2 separate regions of the Ctenopharyngodon idella genome follow, and region 1 is linked to region 2. A link is a contact called in public Hi-C data. All regions are on one chromosome and are shown on one strand. Each heading gives the region's core, a stretch centred on a gene start, on an enhancer-like site or on the middle of the called end of the contact. The rest is flanking DNA. Distances are from core to core; before and after follow the strand shown. Region 1 holds the start of cfdp1 (craniofacial development protein 1). Region 2 holds the start of LOC127499540 (leukotriene B4 receptor 1-like).

What was found. Hi-C and Micro-C count contacts between places; a contact is called where the count stands out from the background.
Region 1: a contact with region 2 is called in a Hi-C map of muscle, with 5 times the contacts expected there. The contact joins the promoter of cfdp1 here to the promoter of LOC127499540 in region 2. A contact is called at or near these places in 2 of 2 Hi-C or Micro-C datasets (both in muscle).

Annotation. Positions count from the first base shown.
Region 1 is chr18:21,340,684-21,344,711 of HZGC01, reverse strand. cfdp1 (craniofacial development protein 1) reads left to right here and starts at 2,110. Exons shown (of 7, transcript XM_051870399.1): 1 at 2,110-2,339; 2 at 3,205-3,337; 3 at 3,417-3,639. The coding sequence starts at 2,273. It overlaps tmem170a (transmembrane protein 170A), which reads right to left and starts at 1,548. Exons shown (of 3, transcript XM_051870400.1): 1 at 1,091-1,548. The coding sequence starts at 1,238.
Region 2 is chr18:21,191,057-21,195,252 of HZGC01, reverse strand. It overlaps LOC127499540 (leukotriene B4 receptor 1-like), which reads right to left and starts at 2,352. Exons shown (of 1, transcript XM_051869912.1): 1 at 1,316-2,352. The coding sequence starts at 2,352. The coding sequence ends at 1,375.

The DNA of each region.
Region 1 (4,028 bases), core at 861-3,360, 150 kb before region 2:
AGATAGAACAACAGACACAATCAGACAGATAGACAATGATAGATAGATAGATAGATAGATAGATAGATAAATAGATATAATGACAGATAGACAGACATAAAGAATGACAGAGTTAGATAAATAGACACCAACAATGGACAGACAGACAGAAAGAATGACAGACAGACAACAAACACAATCAGATAAATGGATAGAAAGACAACAATAGATAGTTAGACAGACAGACAGACAGACAGAAAGAACGACAGAGATATATAGATAGAATGACAGACAGACAGAAAGAACGACAGACAGACAGATAGATGACGACGACAGACAGACAGAACAAGATAGATAGAATGACAAACAACGACAGATAGACAGACAGACAGGCACAGATAGATAGAAAGACGATAGATAGATTGATATAATGACAGATAGACAGACATAAAGAATGACAGACAGACAGATAGACAACAGACACAGACAGATGGATATAAAGACAACAATAGATAGATAGATAAGATAGACAGACAGAAAGAACGACAGATATAGATAGATAGAATGACAGACAGAAAGAACGACATAGATAGACAATCTGATAGATAGACAGACAGAAAGAACGACAGAAATAGATAGAATGACAGACAGAAAGAACGACATAGATAGACAATCTGATAGATAGATAGAAAGAACGACAGATAGATAGACAGACACAGACAGACAGATAGATAGAAAGACAACGATAGATAGATAGATAGATAGATAGATAGATAGATAAGACATAAGAAACGACAGAGTTAGATACCAACAAACAGACAGACAGAAAGAACGACAGACAGATAGATATATAGATAGTTCTAGCACTACACATATAACGACAGATAGACAGTCGATGTCCATCTCTCAGTTACTCCATTTCCCCAAACACTTAACATAACATTAGCCGGAAGCTAACACACTAGCATTAGTTGCTAACCCATCACCAGTCTAAAAGCTCCACTTTTTCAGTGTAATGCAAATCATACAACACAATAATATTATCTTATATCAGCACAAACATGAGCTGATCGAACTGACGAGTAATGTCTGCTGTGGCGTGAAGACTCACCGGAGAAATCGCACAGAGATGTGTCGTTCCTCCCGCAGTTGGTGGCATTTTTCCTCGGCACCAAATTCAAACTGAGGATCTGCTTGACGAATCCTATCTCCACGTTATAGTCGTCCTGCATTTCTCTTAAGATCAACACTGCGATCATGCGTGAGGAAAGTGTCAAATCCGAATAACAGCATTAGAAACGGAATGTGGGCTTGAGCAGAGCGTATGTTTTTAGCACAGATGCTCATCCATCTGCATGAACTTCCACTTCAACTGCGATGAGCGCGCGGATTTACTTTCATTAAACTAAAAGCACTACCGATGCTCTCTAACACTGTTGATAAACCGGGAAAATTATGGTTTTAACGACCATAACTGTGTCGAGTTTGAGATTATCTAGCTGTCACCTGCGATTTGCGACAGGCTTGTGGGCGGGGCCTGTATGGTTGTAGCGTCTGTCCCTTCGCGGTATCCGTAAAAGATGATTTACATATCATATGGATAGAGTGTGAGTGTCTTTTGCAAGTTTTGTTTTATTTTATTTTATTTTATTTTATTCTATTTCCATCTTAAGTCGTGGAAATAAAATAATATAAATGTCTTAATGTCTTTACCGTAATGTAATTTATATATTAAATTTAGTTATTATTAATATACTTTTATTAAGTACTTTAATGATAAAATGTCCCCTTTGATTACCTTTAATAATAACCCCGTTTATTATTGTTGTTAATAAATATATATATTTTTAAATTCTGTCACTGTTTTTATGGTTGTTAACGTACATGAAAAGAGTCAGGAGGGCAGAATTTTAGTCATTTCCTTACCGTATTACTTGTAATAATGACCTTAATAATAATATTTTACCTTTAATTACCTTTAATAATACAAATCTTTTAGTTTTTTAGCCTATTATCATTGTTGTTGTTAATACATATTTTTAAAAACATTTTCTGTCATTGTTTTTTGCACAGGGTTGGTACAACCTAACAAAGAACTTGAAGTTGGAAAGAAACGACATGTCTGGATGCTGATGAGGCATTGAGTCTTTTATAGATCAGATGATGCTAGCAGGCTAACACATGCTCGGTTTCTAGGAAAGCTAGCTGGTTAGCCATAGTGTTTCTTGTGATTGTTTTCGGAGTCTTCATCTGATTTAGCAGCTAATCCAGCACACCACACAGAGAAATAAGGATGAATTATTCGGATTACGACTCGGATGGTTATTCCTCAAATGAGGATGAAGACTATGTCCCTTCTGGTAAGAGATTTTAGCATGATAAAGTTAGCATGGTCGTATTTGAGCAAGAGCACAGATGTAGCCAAGCAGTCTGTGCTCTATATATGTGCACATATACTGTTTTACTTTATATGTTTTTCCTCTTTATGATAGTAATATCATATGCAAACACAATTGCACAAAAAGTATCCTAGCTAATGCTCATACTTTGGATTCCTACATAATTATCTAGACAATGACTTATCTCAGTATTATCTAGTGTATAGGGTATATTTATTCAGATCCCTCTTTGAGGTGTTTTATGTGTCCAAGCAATGGTTAATACGTTACTCCTTTCTGAGAGATGTTTATTTGGCTGTGACAGTGATGACAAGGATGAAAACAATCACTGATTTAATTTACCAAAACCCCTGCTGGTCTTTCATGGTCCTGTCCAGCAGAAGTGCCATAAATTGGTTTGCATCATGAAGCACTGGAGATCCAACCATTGAACATAGTGATTTGTTCAGATTAATTTTCAGCTTTAACACGTATAAGTGGTTAATTCACATCCAGGCATGGTTTTAGTGAGAAATATTGAGTGAGAAATATTCCCACTTATAGAAGAATTTGGGTCATTGGAATTAGAAAACCTGCCACTTCAGATTTTCCTACTCCAAAGAATTTTAAAATACCTTTAGGTTATTGAAAGTGACAACAGCCCTTTTTAAAAATATTTAGTTTTTCATTTATTTTCAAACAACAATGCAGCAGTCAAGCAATGCATAGAAAATTTAGGAAATAATGCATCATAAGTTGGTTTGCCTACTGGTATATGTTCACTTTGTCCCAGGGTCATAAATAAGATTCATTCACATTACTTAATTTTTTTCCTTTTATTGATCAGATGATAATCTGAGTGAGGATGACATGAATGAATGTGTGAAGGAGGATGCACTGGAAGGTGAGGATCACAATGAGCAGCAGTCAGAACATGTGAAGAAGAAAAAGAAGAAAACTAAAGCAGACATCCCTATGAGGTATGATATTACTGACGTATATTTTAAACCCAACTAAATTCTTAAGTAAAATGTTCTCACTTTCCCCTCATTTTCAAAGAAAAAGGAAAAAAGGAGGCCTTAAACTGGTAGAAGATGGTGAGGGAGGTTCGGCAGACCAACAGAAAGATGAAGATGAGCCAAAAGAAGATCATTTTGTAACCAAGTCAGGAGGTGGCCATGAAGATCAGCAGAAGAAGAAAGCAGATGATCTTTGGGCTAGTTTTTTGAGTGATGTCGGCCCTCGACCAAAAGCATCAGCTCCAAGTGCAGACTCTCAGCAGGTAACTTAAAATAAAGGTTTACATGTATTAAAGACTTCAAACTTCAAACTTCTTCTGTTTAGTTTGGTGTGGATGTGTTGGAAAAACCCATAAGTCACCATGAAATCAAAATGGACATTTCTTGTTTTTTGTTGTTGTTGTTTTAATGGAATATTGCAGTATTTATTATGTTGGCTTGAGAAAGCCAACACTATGAAATGCTATTTAAGCTTATATTTATTATTCTTCTGCGACTAAAATTTGCAATTGTATCTCCTCCTAGAGCTTTCAAGCTATTACCATCAAACTCAGGTCAGACCTTCAGACTGTTCTGACTCGGTATGCTATATCTTTTCTAACTGATCGGACTTACGGTTTTCCCAAACATATGGATGAAATCTCAGAAAATT
Region 2 (4,196 bases), core at 1,103-3,602:
GTTAATTGAATTCTGTGTGTTCATTAAAATAATACAATCTAATAATAATTGTGGTAGATATTCCACTACACACCTGACTTGAAGAGATAGTTCACCCAAAAATGAAAATTATTCCATGATTTATTCACCCTCGAGCCTCCTAGGTGTATATGACTATCTTCTTTCAGACCAACACAATCCGAGATATATTTAAATATATCCTTAGTCCTCCAAGATTTATAATGGTTGTGAATGGTAGGCTAAATTCTGAAGAATTGAATTGAAATGAATCCATACGACTCCCGAGGGTTAATAAAGGCCTTTTGAAGCAAAGGGATGCGTTTTTGTAAGAAAAATATCCATATTTAAAACTTTATATATTTAAACAACTAGCTTCCAGCAAAAGACCGCAGGCTTTTGCAGACCGATTTGCACCAAATGAGTAATCCTCTGACGTGATGTATGACGCAGGATGTAGGAGTATCATAAGCTTAGACACCCCTCATGGTTCAAACAAATATGGCTGGGCAACAAACTCAAGGTCCTCTTCTCTTATATCAAAATCCTCCGACATTTCTCTTTTAAAACTTCTAATTTTAGACTTCTAATTCATGACCGGTGTTTTGTTTTGCTCTCTCCTCTGCGCCTGCGTCATTGCGTCATCGCGTCGTGTGTACGTTCATCCGCTGGAAGCTCGTTATTTGAATTTATAAAGTTTTAAATATGGATATTTTTCTTACAAAAACGCATCCATTCGCTTCAAAAGGCTTTTATTAACCAGCCTACATCAGCTGTCTAAATTTTGTTTCCTCTTTTGTTATATTCAGACACATTAACTTTGGCCCGAGTGTTGGGGACCTTCAGTTTTCAAAAGCATATAAATGTTAATTCTGCAAGAAAAAGTTAGTGTAAAAGATGGAGGAATGTTAGTTATGATTAATTAAAAACTTCCTTCACATACTGCAGCTACAAAAATTCATAACAGGGTTGTTTTTATAAATACTTTTAAATGTTCTTCATCTTTCTAAAGATTGAAAAATTATTTTTCACAGCAGAACAGTAGTCCTACACGCAAGAGCATTTTAAGGACAGTTACAGTAACATGTAACATGAAAAACCTGCAAAAATTAAAAAATTCTAAATCATTGAAACAAAATTGTAAACAAGATGTATTAACCCTCAGTGAGTTGATGTTTATAAGCATTTATTCATTCAGGTTTTATTTACATAGATGTTCCTTTGGCATAGCACAGATAAAAGATTGCATACATGCTGCTTTTTACAACAGAAAATAAATTTTTAAAGCAAACCGATCTCAATTTTGTTAGCAGACAAAGTTTACAACTCAAAAATAATTAGTTGAATTTGTAACTGTGAAATAAACAATGGGGGGTTCTACTTACTACACTTTATGACATTCCTTGAAAAGAAAACATAGAGAAAAGGATCCAGACAGCAGTTCAGCAAAGCCAGAGTCTTGCTCATATCACCATAAACTCTACGGAAGGACTTCAGTTGGGAATGAATGTCTGGATGAGAAGTTTTAGTCAGAGTAGTAACTATATCAATCACATTGATGATGTGCACAGGAGTCCAAAACAGAAAGAAAGCCACAACGATGCTGACCACAAGTCTCTTCTTGTAAGTCTTAACCTTTGACCCCTGGTTTCTGGGTTCCTGGTTCTGTGGAGCTCTAGTTAAATTGGAGCTCTTGGCTTTTTGGCTCAAACCTTTGTGCAACCAGAGATAACATGTTAACATGATCAAAAATGGGATGACGAACCCCAACAGGATCTCAAGAAGCAAAACAGTCACTACTACAGACTGTGATTCTACAGACTCCATTGCCCTCTGACATCTCTGCAATCCATCCTTGTCTATGAGTCCTTGAGTGAAAAATATCGGTAGGGAAAAAACAAAGGCTAGAATCCAGATGGCAATCAGCTGAAGGCGCCTGTGCCGTCTCTCCAGTCTGTGCAGTATCATCCTGTTAGTGACTCTGGACTTGATGACATTGTGATAGCGGTGCACACTCATGGAGGTGACCGTCAGGACACCAACATACAGACTCCAGTGACCCAAGAAGAATAAGATCCTACAAGACCAAAGGCCGAGTTTCCATCCAAACAGTATTCCACACAGCACCACAGGAGCCAAGCAAAGGGTCAAAGCATCAGAGACAGCAAGGTTTACCATTAGTTTTAAGGTAAAGTTCAAATGTTTGTTCCACTCACGAGCAATGCTGATGATTACTGCGATATTGCTTGGCAAACCCACCAAACAGCACAAACCCAGAACTACAGCAGGAGCGATCTGCTTTGAACCCACAGCAGTGCTGTTAGATGTTGAATTGAAGCGTAATCTAAGCTCCATCATCAGATTTTCTTGTCTGTTAATGCTGAATCTGAGTTATGACTGCTTGAAGAACAGGGGCTATGTTGACTCCTCCCTTTCTGTAAACCAAAACTACAGCTTTGCTCTTATCTCAATGAAGGTGCTTGCAAATATTTTTTTGTGTAATTTTTTTTGTTTGATTGTACAGCACATTGGTCAACATTATTGTTTTAATTGTGCTTTATAAATAAATAACAATAAATAAACAAACAAAACAAACAAGAAACAAATACACAAAGGCAAAAAAAAATTAAAGCTTCCCTTTTACCCGCTATATATAATGTATTTTCTTCTCAAACAAGCATGATGCAATTAAAGTAAAACATACAGAGAAAAAATTATGAATTCATACTTAATTAAAGGGGTCATATGATGCTATTTATTTTGTTTTAAATAGCTGCATTCTTTCTGGTTTGTGGTTTTCACACGTTTCTTTCTCTACTGTTCTTCCTTTTACACTTAATGTAGCCACTTTTGCAAGCTGCAAACATTTACTTCATATGCTTATGTTTTTAATAAAAAATATTAAAAGGGAGGAGATCACGTCATGAAATAAATGTTTTTCTCCAGCCATGACTTCCTGTTCCACAGGAGTATAAACATGAGGAAACACAAAGGCCAAATTCCCATAATCATTCATCACAATGAGTAAAACCAAAGAATATAGTTCTGATGTGCAGCAAAATATTGTTGAGCTTCACAAAATAGAAAATGGCTGTAAGAAAATAGCTAAAGTATTGCAAATCCCCATTTCCACTATCAGGGCAATAATTAAGAAGTTCCAATCAACTTAAGATGTTACAAATCTGCCTGGAAGAGGACGCGTGTCTATGTTGTCCTAATGCGCGGTGAGAAAGAAAGTTTGAGTGGCTAAAGACTTTCCAAGGATCACAGCTGGAGAATTGTGGAAATTAGTTGAGTCTTGGGGTCAGAAAGCCTAAAATAAAAATGATCAAACATCCCCACAAGTTGTTCGGGGGGGTTTCAAGAAAAATCCTCCTCGCTTATTCATAAACAATCTCCAGCATGTTCAGCTGTCAGACACAACTGGAACTTCAAACAGGGACTGGCTTCTATGGTCAGATGAAGCAAAAAAAACAAAAAAAAACAACAACAACCCACCAGATGGCTTTGGTGCACATATGAATAAAAAGTACCTCATGCCCTAAAAACGTCTAAAAAGGCATACCCAAAGTAAATTGCATGCTGTTCTCATGCTGAACCATTTGGAGTACATTGGTTTTGGTCTCTTTTGAAAGGTATGTGTACCGCAGGCGGTACAGTGGAACACTAACAGGTTAATGTTGTGGGACTGTTTTTCTGCTGGAGGTCCTGGACATCTTGTTCAGATAAATGCAATCATGGATTCTATCAAATACCAAAAGATAAAAAAGCAAAACCTGACAGCCTCTGCTAGAAATCTTATAAGGGGCCGTGGTTGGATCATCCATCAGGGCAATGTTCCAAAACAAACATCAAAATCAACACAAAAATGTGTCACTGAGCATAAAATGAAGCTTCTGCCATGGCCATCCCAGTCCCCTGACCTGAACCCTAAAAAAAATGAGTGGGGTGAACTGAAGAGAAGAAGCACTAACATGGAGCTGGGAATCTGAAGGATCTGGAGAGATGGTGTCTGATCTCTTGTAGGTGTTCTCCAAACTCATCACGTGGCAAGTTGCGTTTGTTCTCGTTTCACTCTGAGTCAGTAAGGCGTGGCCAAAGCCAGCTTATAGTACTTAAACAGTTGTAATTTAGCGTTTTTTAGAGAGAAGCAGTCAAGCAACAGGAGGATCTACATACTGTAAGTGTTTTTTGTGTCT